Regions from separate parts of the Anser cygnoides genome. Here region 2 is linked to region 1. Evidence: chromatin contacts called from public Hi-C data. All regions are on one chromosome and are shown on one strand. The core of a region is the stretch at or near the end of the contact, and the rest is flanking DNA. Distances in the headings are between cores, read along the strand shown.

Region 1 (5,518 bases), core at 984-3,483:
ATGAAGTCGCAACGCAAAAATCCAGCCCATCTAGTTACAGGGCGAAAAGTCATCTGGCCTCACCCCACCTTCAAAACCGTCACGCACAAGAAGAAATTACGATGAGAGAACAGACCGAAACCCTCGCTACTCCATCCAAGGCACATCTCCGGTGTGCGTTACCAGGCCACCAGAGCAAGGTGCTGGCTTTTAAGGATTTAAAAAAAAAAAAACATTCTCAAGTCTTACGTGCTTTGTGATCACACAGTGTTTGAAAACTTTCCCCGTTTCAGCTGAAGTATATATCCACGCTATAAATACAGGCTTTTCTGGCTTTTGTTTTGTCATGTTTCCTAAGGAAGAAGTTCTCTGCAAAGGCAAGGGTAAAGAAAATCAGTGCCTATTTAAAAGAAATATTTAAAAATCCCCATGTGGGGCGTTGGTGGCAGCAGACAGCCAGCTCCGGTCCCTCGTGCCCGCCGCCGCAGCGACAGCTCCTGGCAGGGGACAGCAGCCCTGCTGACTCACCAGTACAACTCCCGCCCAGAGCGGTTTTTCCATAAAAATAAAACCAGCCCTAATAAATAAACGCATTCCCATCGTAAAACCCTGATTGGTGCCTGGGAAGGAAGAGCCTTCGCCCTGCAGCAAAACAATTTCCCTCCTGGCTCGTGATGGAGGGCCAGGACCGAGGAAGGCAAAGGTGAAAACGAGCGAGTTCCCCCGGCCGAAGGACAGCGGTGGCACGCAGAGCGCGTCCCACGCGTGCTGCTCTCACAGCGCCCGACGCGGCCGCCCGGCCCCGCTCACGTGCAGAGATCCGGGAGAGCAGCAGGAGCCGGGAGGGATCCCTGGGAGGACGTGAGAAGCAGGAGCTGGGCTCGGCCCCGCGTGGAGCAGAGCTGAGCTACGCACCAGCATCTGCCGGCGAGCCGAGAAGCTTTGTAGACAAAGCTCAGGCAAACTTCTCCGCTTCCACAGACGGCGTTCAAAATTTTTAACATCACACGCTGTAAGGTCACAGGGTATATCGGATGTATCAGTGCTCACTGCAGCAAAACTGAAACAAGACGTCCCCCAAACTTGCAGCCTTAATGTCTTTGCTCCAGCAAGCCTTGCGCTGAGATCAGCAGGAGCTTCACAGACTTATTTTGACGCGAACATCAGCCTCCACAGTAAGAAGCTCGAACTTCCAGCCGACACGGCTCCTCTCCTGGCAGCACCCCGAGAGCTTGTGCAGACATTGAGCAGCGTGCCCTGATGCTGTGAGGGGCTGGGTGCCCACCACGACGACACGAGGGGCAGGGACGTCAGTGACTAAGGGCACCAAACCCGTCCACCTCCCAGCAGCAGAACAGAGCAAAAGGCCCTGGTCCACGATGGCCTGCACGGAAGCATTCATTTCACTGGTAATTTCAGACACCAAAAAAAAAGAAAAAAAAAAAAAAAAAGAAGAAATTCAGTTCTGGTCTGGGTTAGTTTTTAATTTACTAACCTTTGCTGTTGTCACTTTAGGGAAGGAAGCACCAAATCCAGGATTCCTTTTTTACTAGTACTCTCAATGAGTTCCTTGTTCAGAAAGAAATCCTTTTTTCTTTAAAGAAGGAAAGCGGGGCTTCCCGGCCTGCTCACACCTGGAATTTTACAGCTCCTCAGCTGCAGGGCTTGAATTCTTGAATTCTGCCAGCACCGCGAGCTGCTCCAGTCGTGGGCCGGGCAGCTCCTCCTGAGCAGGTCCCGAGATGGGACAGCCCTGGCCCGTGGCCAAAAACTTACAGAAAATGGTGAAGAATGCAGGAAAAAAACTGAAGCTGGGCTCGATGATGGGTCTCACGGGACCGGCAGAGGGTTTGGCAGGGTTTTTGAAGGAGCACGGAGAGCAAGGCACCCTGACACGCTCCCTGATGCCGGGCACCCTCATTGTGGGTCCGGTAATTACAGGGGAGCACTGGAAACCCTCGCACGGCAGTAACAGATAATAGCAACCGGCTTCAGTGCCCAGAGCTGCCCAAGGCTTTGCAAAGCTGAAATTACCCAGCTGGTTAAAGAAACAGGGACGGCTTTATACAGGCATTATTTGTGCAGCGCCGCAGGGCAGCAAGGACAACGCCGCCGGGACACTGGCACCATTCAGGCAGCGCGCCCCGACCCCGAGAGCGCAGCCCGTGCACAGCCGCAGGGCAACGCGCTGCTCGCCGCGCTCCTGCCCCGGCGGCACTCCTCCTCGCCACTGCCCGTCAGCACCCGCACGGGGCAGAGGCGTGAAGCAGAGGAGCCCCGCACCTCCGTGGGCTGGGCACGGGGATCACCGCTGCCACCGCTCCGACCGCGGCTGGGGGTGACTCCGGTGACCGCCCCAAGCAGAGCAACCCCAACCATCACCCGACCCGCAGCCCTGGTGTGGAACCAAAACCACTCGCGCCAAGCCCTTACTTGTCTAAAAACGCGTGCTCCTTCCCCAGCGCCGAGCAAGCCCGGCAGCCTCCCTGCACACGCTGCTCTCCCCGGTCCCCCCCAAACGCCGCGTGGGGGCTGAGCACCATCAGCAGGCTCGAGCCGGCTACAAATAAACACGTGGAAACGATCTGGGTATGTTTAACCACCACAGCACTGCAGAGGAAATACAGCAATCAAATTTTCATGGGACTACAAATTAGGTTAAAAGCAAATATTTAAAGACAAACTAATGCGTTTCAGCAAACATTAAAACCCAGGAGCACAGATAAGTATGAGAACAGCATGGGCTCGTGCGGAGCAGACTCGGGCTGATGGGTAAGCAGGCACAGAGGCTGAAGAGACATCTATACATAGCATTAAAAGAGAATAAAATGAAGTCAAACACTTCATTTCTTATTGAAAGATTGGATTGGATTAAAGACATTAGATTTACATAATTGGGGTTATAGAGAAGAAAACATTTGCTTTGAGGTATTCACTTTAGACTCACTTTTTAACCTTTAGCTCGACCTTGACTAAAAGCTTGCACATTCCTGTGTGTGCAATCACTGGATGTAAGGAAAAATACCAAATGCCACAAACTTTGCCAGAGGCAGAAGTGCTGCCAGGGCTACCCTGCTAGGCACCGCTTCACTTTGCACAAGTGTAAAGGCCCCTTATGGGCCGCAAGCAAATGGTTCTGCTCCAGTCCGCTCACGTAGCTCTGGGTGACAGCAAGACGCCTCCGCTCCCCACAGCCTGAACTGGTTCGTTCTGCTGAGCTTCTTTACGACTTTCTTTAAAAAATAAGTTATTAGGAAGAGCAACTCTTGGAATTTGAAAAACTGCAAATCTGGCAAACAATTCCTTAAAGTCGCAACGAGACTCGGGCTCACAAACGTTGCTGCAATACGAGTCACATAATTTTCTTCCCTCGGAGGACAAATAAACTAAAAACATCCTGTTGGGGGCAACGGCATGTGACTGACCCCCAGGGCTTCCACCAGCAGCACGGGCACGAGACCCGCGCATCCCGCCCCAGCTCACGGCACACAACTCGCGGCCTTACCGCGGCTCCTGCCCCGCGGGCGCCGTTCCTCCCGCCCAGCGTCCTGCCAGCTGGGTTCGGCTTACACGAGGTCGGCTGGCTTGCTCGCAGGGTTTTAGTGGCAGCAGTGGCGATGGGAAAGAGATGGAGCTGGTGGGCGAAAGCCAGAGCCCTTCTCCGCCCAGACACTGCCAATGTGCACCTACCTTTGCCCGTCCCAGCGCTGTGGGGCTGAGGCCCCCCTGCGGGGCGCGGGAGCTGCACCCCAGACCCCAACCCCGTCCCCTCCCATCAACCAGAGGGACCACGGCCAGGGTCACTGGCCCACCCGGCACCAGCACCGGCACTGCACCGTCTCCACGGGTAGCCGGGAGAAAGCTGCTCAGGCCAAGCGCTCACCGCCTGCCCTCAAGGGGCTGGGGGCTTGCCCAGCTAGGTGGGAGGGGGCCATGCACGCAGCCCGTGGGGGGGCATGGAGGGAGGAAGGCCTCCCCTCACCGCCAAGGTCGCTGCGCACCACTGCCGCCGGCGGCGCAGCAGGGCCGATCCCGCCGGCCGATCCCCAGGGCCCGCGACGGCTGCCGGGGATCTGGGCAGATCTTCACGTGTGCGGGAGGGGAGGGAGGTTCTGTGGGAAAATGCGCCGGGGCCCAGCAGGGCCGCGGCAGGAAGGAAATTCCCCGCAGCAGAGCGGCCACTGGTGCGAGGGCTCGGCTGTGTCAAGTCCAGGGGACTTCATAAATAACTCGGCTGTCCCCAGGGAGTCATTGCTAAGGTCGCTATTTTTTCCCTTGAACTTTCCAGATGAAGGAAGCAATAGCAGAAGCAATGGCACAGATTTGGCTGGAGATCAACTGTACTGACAACAGTCATAGGATTTAACTCAGAAGAAAAGTCCTTTGTGTTTGCTGGAGTTATCTCCAGATGGGTCAAGCAGTTCAAACAGCAACGCGGAGCTCTGCTTGAAAAATATCCCACGTGCTCAAAATAACCAGGGCTGAGCTCACCAGCAGATCTAACCCGCAGCCACTAATCCCACCACTTAGGCAGAGTTAAAAATGCAGGACACATGCTAGGCGCCCATTAAAAATTAAAATGCTAAATTGTATTCTTCCACATACTGCTGGGATTCAGAGTAAGAAACAGCCCTGATTAAAGATTAAGGACAGAGAGCCTATAAAACACTAATTACTACCGTACTTACAGTGAATTTGGCCTGTTGGGTTTAATTACTTCTAGTTCAAGATCACTTGAGTTCAGGTTGGGCTGGGGAGAGCTGTTGGAGTTGAGGAAGCTGTTTGCATTTGAGGATACGACGGATTCCAGGCTGGAGTTGATGATACTGTTCCTATTCTCCTCTGAAAAACACCAAAACCCAAGAATCATCAGACACCACACATAGCTGCTATTGCTTAAAAAAGCACATACAGCTGCGAAGGCATATGGCATTCCTACTAATAATCCCTGCCCTACTGTAAATAGGGCAGTATCCTGCCAGATCCCCAATGGCAGGCAGTTAGCTTACAGTCAAATTTTCTGTACGTTGTACATCGATATACAATTATTACACCAGTTATTTTTTTATTGATGCAAGTACATTTTAAATGAATAATATTTTAAAGAAAATATGTTTTTGTTTGTTTGTTTTTCTTAAGGCATTAATATTTTATATTCCCAAAGACTTCCGAAGTGCTACATCACCTGAAAAAAATTAGAATGCAAACTACATACAGGAAGGAATGTCTCTGTGACTGAAATCGGCGACCACAGGGCTGAACGTTTGTGTGACAGAGCAGGATAACATTTTAGAAGGAGGGAAGGACAGATCACCCAGTTAAAGTTTATCTCAGCAAAGCAACGCTTCAGCCTAGGACGTGACAATAACTACTATCAGCCTTTTCTGGCCATGCCCAGCATCACAAGGCAGCACTGTTACAAACAGGGCTGAGGAGGAAGGGGAAAGGGTCTCCACTCTGCCTCGGTGCAGCTGCTCTGAGCGCTCCCAGCTCCGGCCCCGTGGCTCAGCCCCGGCCGTGGCACAGCACCGCACGGACA
Region 2 (5,627 bases), core at 186-2,685, 180 kb after region 1:
GGGGAGCGGAGCAGTGCCGCGGGGACAGGCTGGCCCTGGGCTGGGGCTCCCTGCACTGCACAGGGCAGAGCAAGCAGCAGCCCCAGGAGGACAAAAAGCCTCGGTTGCTTCACTTTGAGGTCGTGTTTGTAAACGAGTTAAATCAGCGTCCGCAAGGGCTCGGCTCCCCCCAGCAGCCCAGCTGGAAAAAAAAACTCCTAAAGACAGCGGGGTGCTGCTGGATTTCACGGCACAACGCTACCTGTGCCAAAGCCGGGTGGTGCCACGGGCAGTACAGGTGGTCGGACCGAGAGACGCAGCTGGAAGGAGGCACTGCGCGTTGAGCGGCCGCTCGCTGCGGGAGCCGTTTGCTGCAGCCTGTAACAGGCCGCCCGCCTGCCACGGCGCTCCTCGGGCAGCCGAAGGACAGGAGGAGAACGCACACCGGTCAGCCTGCGGAACGGCAACGCGGAACAAACCCTCACCAGTTGCTTGAGCGAGGTTGTTTTCCTGGAGGAACTTTGACCTGGAGGAATATTTCAGCCTGAAATGTATTTCAGAAGTTATAAGTCATTAACGAAAGGTCACATTTTTGTCCTTTTTCTATGATAATATGTATTATATATGCACATCGAAATCAAAAAAAAGTAAAAAATATTGCATGGAGATGGAAACGGAGGCCACACCAAACCACATTAGTGTTACAGGGCAGGAGCAGTGATGGTTGAGATATACAGTTAATCATCAGCAGTCCTGTGGAAGCAGCAGAGACCTGCAATACAGAATGGTTCTACAGTACACAAAAATATTGTTTTCCATCAGCCTGCCACCTAGTTAGCTGCAGAGCGCCGACACCATCCCCAGTAAAGCTCTCGCATTTTAAACCTTAACCTCAGCAGCAACACAAACCAGTTAACGGAAATGCTGCTAACTACTGCAGTAGCTAAGTTGGAATTAAACACCTCCCTTTTTGCTACAACTTTCATAAAGTTAAGTTTCACAAACTTAAGCTTATGAAAATTACGAAAATTAAGCTTATTTTTCATAAACTTAAGTTTGTGAAAATTACAGCAGTTCCAAAGGGAGCCTTGCAGTGAAAATTCACACAGCTTTTCAGGAAGGCGTTCTAGCTTTCTGTTCAGAACATAACTGAGCATTGACAAGAATTTCAGGGAAGGAGGCAGTATTTTATCAGGCTGTTTTCTCTAATTTCTAGCTCTCTTTACAGGCCAGTGTTGAAGTGAGAACCATACCAATACTTGGATTTTTCACAATCAAACTGGCCTGCTATAGCAAGATGAACACCAAAAGGCTTGTAAAGCACTGCCTTATGGTCACTATGACTTTTAACACCAGTAATTTTCCACAATGTTGCTTTGTTTGTCAGAGAACACAATTTCCTCCACATGAAAATTCATTTTCTTAGTCACGAGTAAACTGATAGGTTTCTGAGAAAGATGTGCTAGCAGGTAACCGGCTGATGGCTTCAATTCTTCCTTTGCATTTAAATATATATATGCATCAGCTCTCACAACCTGGGTGGCCGATGTCCCCACGACTGCCCTGCACAGACCAGCCACGAGGCTGCAGGCTCCGTCTCGATGCGGGATGCATCTCTGCAGAAGGGACCTCGTTGCTGCTGAGTTTCATAAGACCTGGGGTCGAGGCTCCCAGGCACACAGAGAGAATGGGAATAGCAACACTTCCACTGCCCTGAAAATATGTTTGCATTTGTTCATTTTGTTGCTAAAAATGCTCAAGTCACATGGGAATGCCTGGGAATGCAGCCCAGGAATTTCGTTTGTAAGCAGAATTGTATTTCTGGAGATTATTGACCTGAACTGTAAATAAATATTCTGGGAAAAAAATAGAAAGATTCACAATTTATGGTCCTTGAGATGATCTACTCAACCCGAAACACTTGGAAAGATTTCCCATGGGGCTCTCACCAATCCACTCTCAAGTGGCTGAGTCCTGCAGGTTGTTAAATAACCCCCAGTCCCTTCCGCCGGTGCTGAGTGGATCCAGTTTCAGGTCTGGAGCCTATGATGGGAAAATCCATATCTAAGATTTACAGAGTCTCTGTCTGATAACACGCTTTGTTATTCTGCCAGTTGGACAGCAGGAAAGATCACAGCAGCTTCAGCAGAGAATCCTGTTTATTCATTACAACCAGCTCGTATCTGCTCTCTACCCCCAAGGACTTCTAGCTGTGCAAACTACAGTTACACATAGCCATGAATCTAAAACCATTATTCTGGTGAGGTACCAACTTCAGAGTTTGCACTTACCTCAATGGATTTTTTCATCTTAGTGAATTGCAAATTGCTGATATACTGAGGTCAGATTTTGATACTAGGAGACAGCCAGCACGCAGCAAACATTAACCAGCCTGGTATCCTCTAAAGAAAGGAAACGAATCAGCAAACATCTTCAAACTGGCAACATTTTGAAAAGCAAGTGCAAAAGACAGTGTGCTCAGCTGGAATGAAAGATGCCAGGCAAGTCAGATATAATTGCAAAAAATAAAGAACTATACCACCTGATCCTGCAGAAAACTTGCATACTTCAGGCTTACAAACCAATAATCCCAGTGCTGTAACTGGGAATCTTATTGTACCAACGCCAGTTAACTGCATGGACCCAGAGACCTAGATGTGCCGACATGATTCTGTCACTTAAACACCAAGCAGCTAAATGGTCTTCGGGATTACAGGTAAAATAACAATTCTGCTCAGGTCTGTGGTGGGCCCCTTAGTGTTCATTTTACATTTTATGAACTTTTATCCTACTTCCCTGAGCTCATGGTTTAGTTAATGGCGTGGGTTCAGTTACTACAATTGTTCATAAACACTAAATTATTCATGTAGAACCAGGTCAATAGATATTAAAAGCTGAAGTGAATTACAAAACAAAAGTCAATGGTGAATTACTGCAGAAAGCAAAAGTGCTGGCGTAATGGTTCCCATCTCAAACACCGCACTTACGGGCTGCTGCTACGAGGCAGGTGTCAGTGCTGGAAGTCACCTGAAAACAACCAACAAGGACACGCTTTGGAAAATCTTTCCTTTCCCACTGGTGTCATCCCAAAGCACCTCGGGAGCTCACTGATACCCTGGGGTGCACCCATCACGTTCCTGAGGCACCGTGTTCCCTCTGGGAAGGAAGGCACAGCTTCCCTACTGCGTCAGGTGTTTGCTGCACAGAATGTTGGTTAGGTTTGCTTCATTATTTTCTGTTAAACCATTCTGAATGAACGGGTACAGAACTTCACACAGCAGATTGTTGCCACAACACCAGTTCAAGACTGAAACGCATCCTTTAGACCAGACTGAGACGTCCTCATCTTTCATGGGCCCGTGCCCCAGAAGCCAAAGCTGCTTCCCATTCCTTGGGTTAGAAATAAAACTGAATGTTTCCACAGCCAGGTAAGGCCACAGAGCAAAACTGCACGGGAAGGAAGGAAATGAAGCACAGCCAGCGTTAATTATGCAAAACAAGATGTGACTTAAAGGATGTGAGTAATGTCTGGATGCAAGCAACAGGTGCCTGATAAGGCAGGAGGAAACCCAGACCTTTCATCTGCGCCGCAGAAGCGGACAACTGCGATAGCCCCATTTATAACTGAGATAATGATGCCTAGTCACTTCCAGGGTGGATTGCAATGTTTATGAAGTAATTTGAAGAAGAGGGGATGCCGCTGCCCTCGTGCCAGGGAGCCGGGCTTCCGGACAGAGGCCCCCGCTGCACGCTGCGGCGCTTCAAGGCAGCGAGATAACAGCGAGATAAAGCTCGGGAACGCTCTCGTGCTCCCTGTGGGAAGGGGTCCGGTACTCCCCTTCGCCCACCAGAAATACAGGGCCTGCTTCAACATCCACCCATCCCTCTTTGGGCTACACAAGGGGACTCATGAGAAGCAGTACCTTTTGGGCAAGCAACAGGCTCAATCACTTCCGATTCTCCCAGCTCTGCCAGGCAAAAAGGCTCACAAACAGCCTGCAAGAGCTGCACCCCATCCTCCTATCCCTGCATCTAAGCAGGCACCTTACTTTGTTTGGCATCTGTTTCGTGGCACTTGTTTTCAGTTTGGCATCTCCACACAGCCCTAGTGCAGGCTGTGGTAAGCGACAGCACGAGCTGTCAGTGTAGCAATCACCATTTTGCCAATGTTTTTGTCATTCCCCACCTACCCCCTCTTATTTACTTCTAGGTATCACAGACCAGGCCCCGTAACTGTTGTTAGCAATGCACCAGAGGAGGAGTATTCTTACAGCAACATTCACACAAATTACCTGGCATACGTGACAATATTTGATGCGATACATCAGTAGGCCTGACTTTTCCTACTCTGCTTATGGTTAAAATCATCACAGGCAAACGCATCAGAAACACGCGATGCTGCCCAGGATTGATTTGCAGAGGTGCGTTTCCATGCTTGGGAAATACCATCTCGGTGGATTAAAAGGCAAAGATCCGGCCATTCAGGTTTTATGAGCCATTTCTAAGAGTTAGGTGATAAAGAAACTGCAATTCCCTTTTCTTATTTTAATAGGAAAATTTAATCTACAGCTTCCATTCTTATAATGTACGCAGAAATGGTTAAGTAAATAACAAGAAGGGAAAAGTTCTCCTCCTTGTGTTACCAAACTACCCATAAGGGCATCCTCTGATTTCACAAGGCAAGGCCAGATTTAAAAACCTCCTCTGTAACAGTTTAAAACCACTGCAATTCTGCAAGCAAATTAGGAAATTGCACATGCAGTGTCAGTTTAGATACAGAATCAGCTGCTGCTCCATGCAGGGGTGCTGCTTGTGTGCTGTCTTACCATAAGGCTGCGAACGTCAGCCAGAAGGGATTTGTAGGCACACGAAAACCTCAGCAGATAAAGCCTACACATGTGCTCCTGATCCAGCTTAAAGATAGTAAAATGCCAAGTGACCAAAGATTTAACATGGCTAAACATTCACAACGTCTCAGGAGCTTAATTTATGCATTCCCTGGGGAATTGCACTTTCACTTTGCTAAATTGCCTGCATATTTGCTTTTTTCTGATGGCAGATTAGGAACCCTGCATTTCCTTAAACCACCAGCCTTTGGCCAGGACACCCACGCCCACCCTGGAGCCCTGCCAGCCCGCACTCTGCGCAGGCAGGGCAGGAGCGCCGCGGTGCAGCGCGATCCTCCGCGAGCGAGCCCAGGCAGCGGCTGCGGGCGACGCTCGGCTGCTCCCCACCAGCCCAGCCCCAGGCCCGAGATAGCAGCAGAGCAGCGGGGAGGAAGAAACCTTCAGCGAGTGCCTGCCCCCTGAGCACAAGCGAGCCCCAGGACTTAGCTTATGTCACTTTGTTAAGTCTCCATATGATAACTTTGTGAAAAGCACAAACCTGAAAGCCCAGAGGAAAATCGCTCTCCCCACAGTGAGCTGTGGCAGCGTTCGCTTCCTCGGCACCAGAGAGGGCTCGAGGAGCTCTGCCTGCATGCAGGAGAAAACGAGATCTGATCCACACACCAAAAACCCTGAAGTCACTCACTTAGAGTGCTCCATTTAACACGCCCAGCTGGAAGGGGAAATGTGGTTTTATTTATTTTTTTAAGGCCAGGAAAACAAATAAAGGCTGGATAGCAAGGGACGCTCCTCTAAGGCAGA

What was found. A called contact is a pair of places that touch in the nucleus more often than the background predicts.
Region 2: a Hi-C map of liver shows a contact between it and region 1, with 2.1 times the contacts expected there. The contact joins two enhancer-like sites. A contact is called at or near these places in 2 of 7 Hi-C or Micro-C datasets (both in liver).

The regions. Positions count from the first base shown.
Region 1 is chr14:1,287,623-1,293,140 of Taihu_goose_T2T_genome, forward strand. ARHGAP26 (Rho GTPase activating protein 26) reads right to left here. Exons shown (of 25, transcript XM_067005447.1): 21 at 4,668-4,821. Among named protein-coding and RNA genes, the nearest start is that of ARHGAP26, 100 kb to the right of the region's middle. Within about 2 kb of position 2,234, at least 2 of the 3 cell types and tissues checked have open chromatin away from gene starts, as enhancers often do. A contact at or near this core is called in liver, where this site is marked.
Region 2 is chr14:1,468,671-1,474,297 of Taihu_goose_T2T_genome, forward strand. LOC106032884 (a long non-coding RNA gene) reads right to left here. Exons shown (of 6, transcript XR_010834932.1): 1 at 1-5,627. Among named protein-coding and RNA genes, the nearest start is that of SPRY4, 6.8 kb to the right of the region's middle. Within about 2 kb of position 1,436, at least 1 of the 3 cell types and tissues checked has open chromatin away from gene starts, as enhancers often do. A contact at or near this core is called in liver, where this site is marked.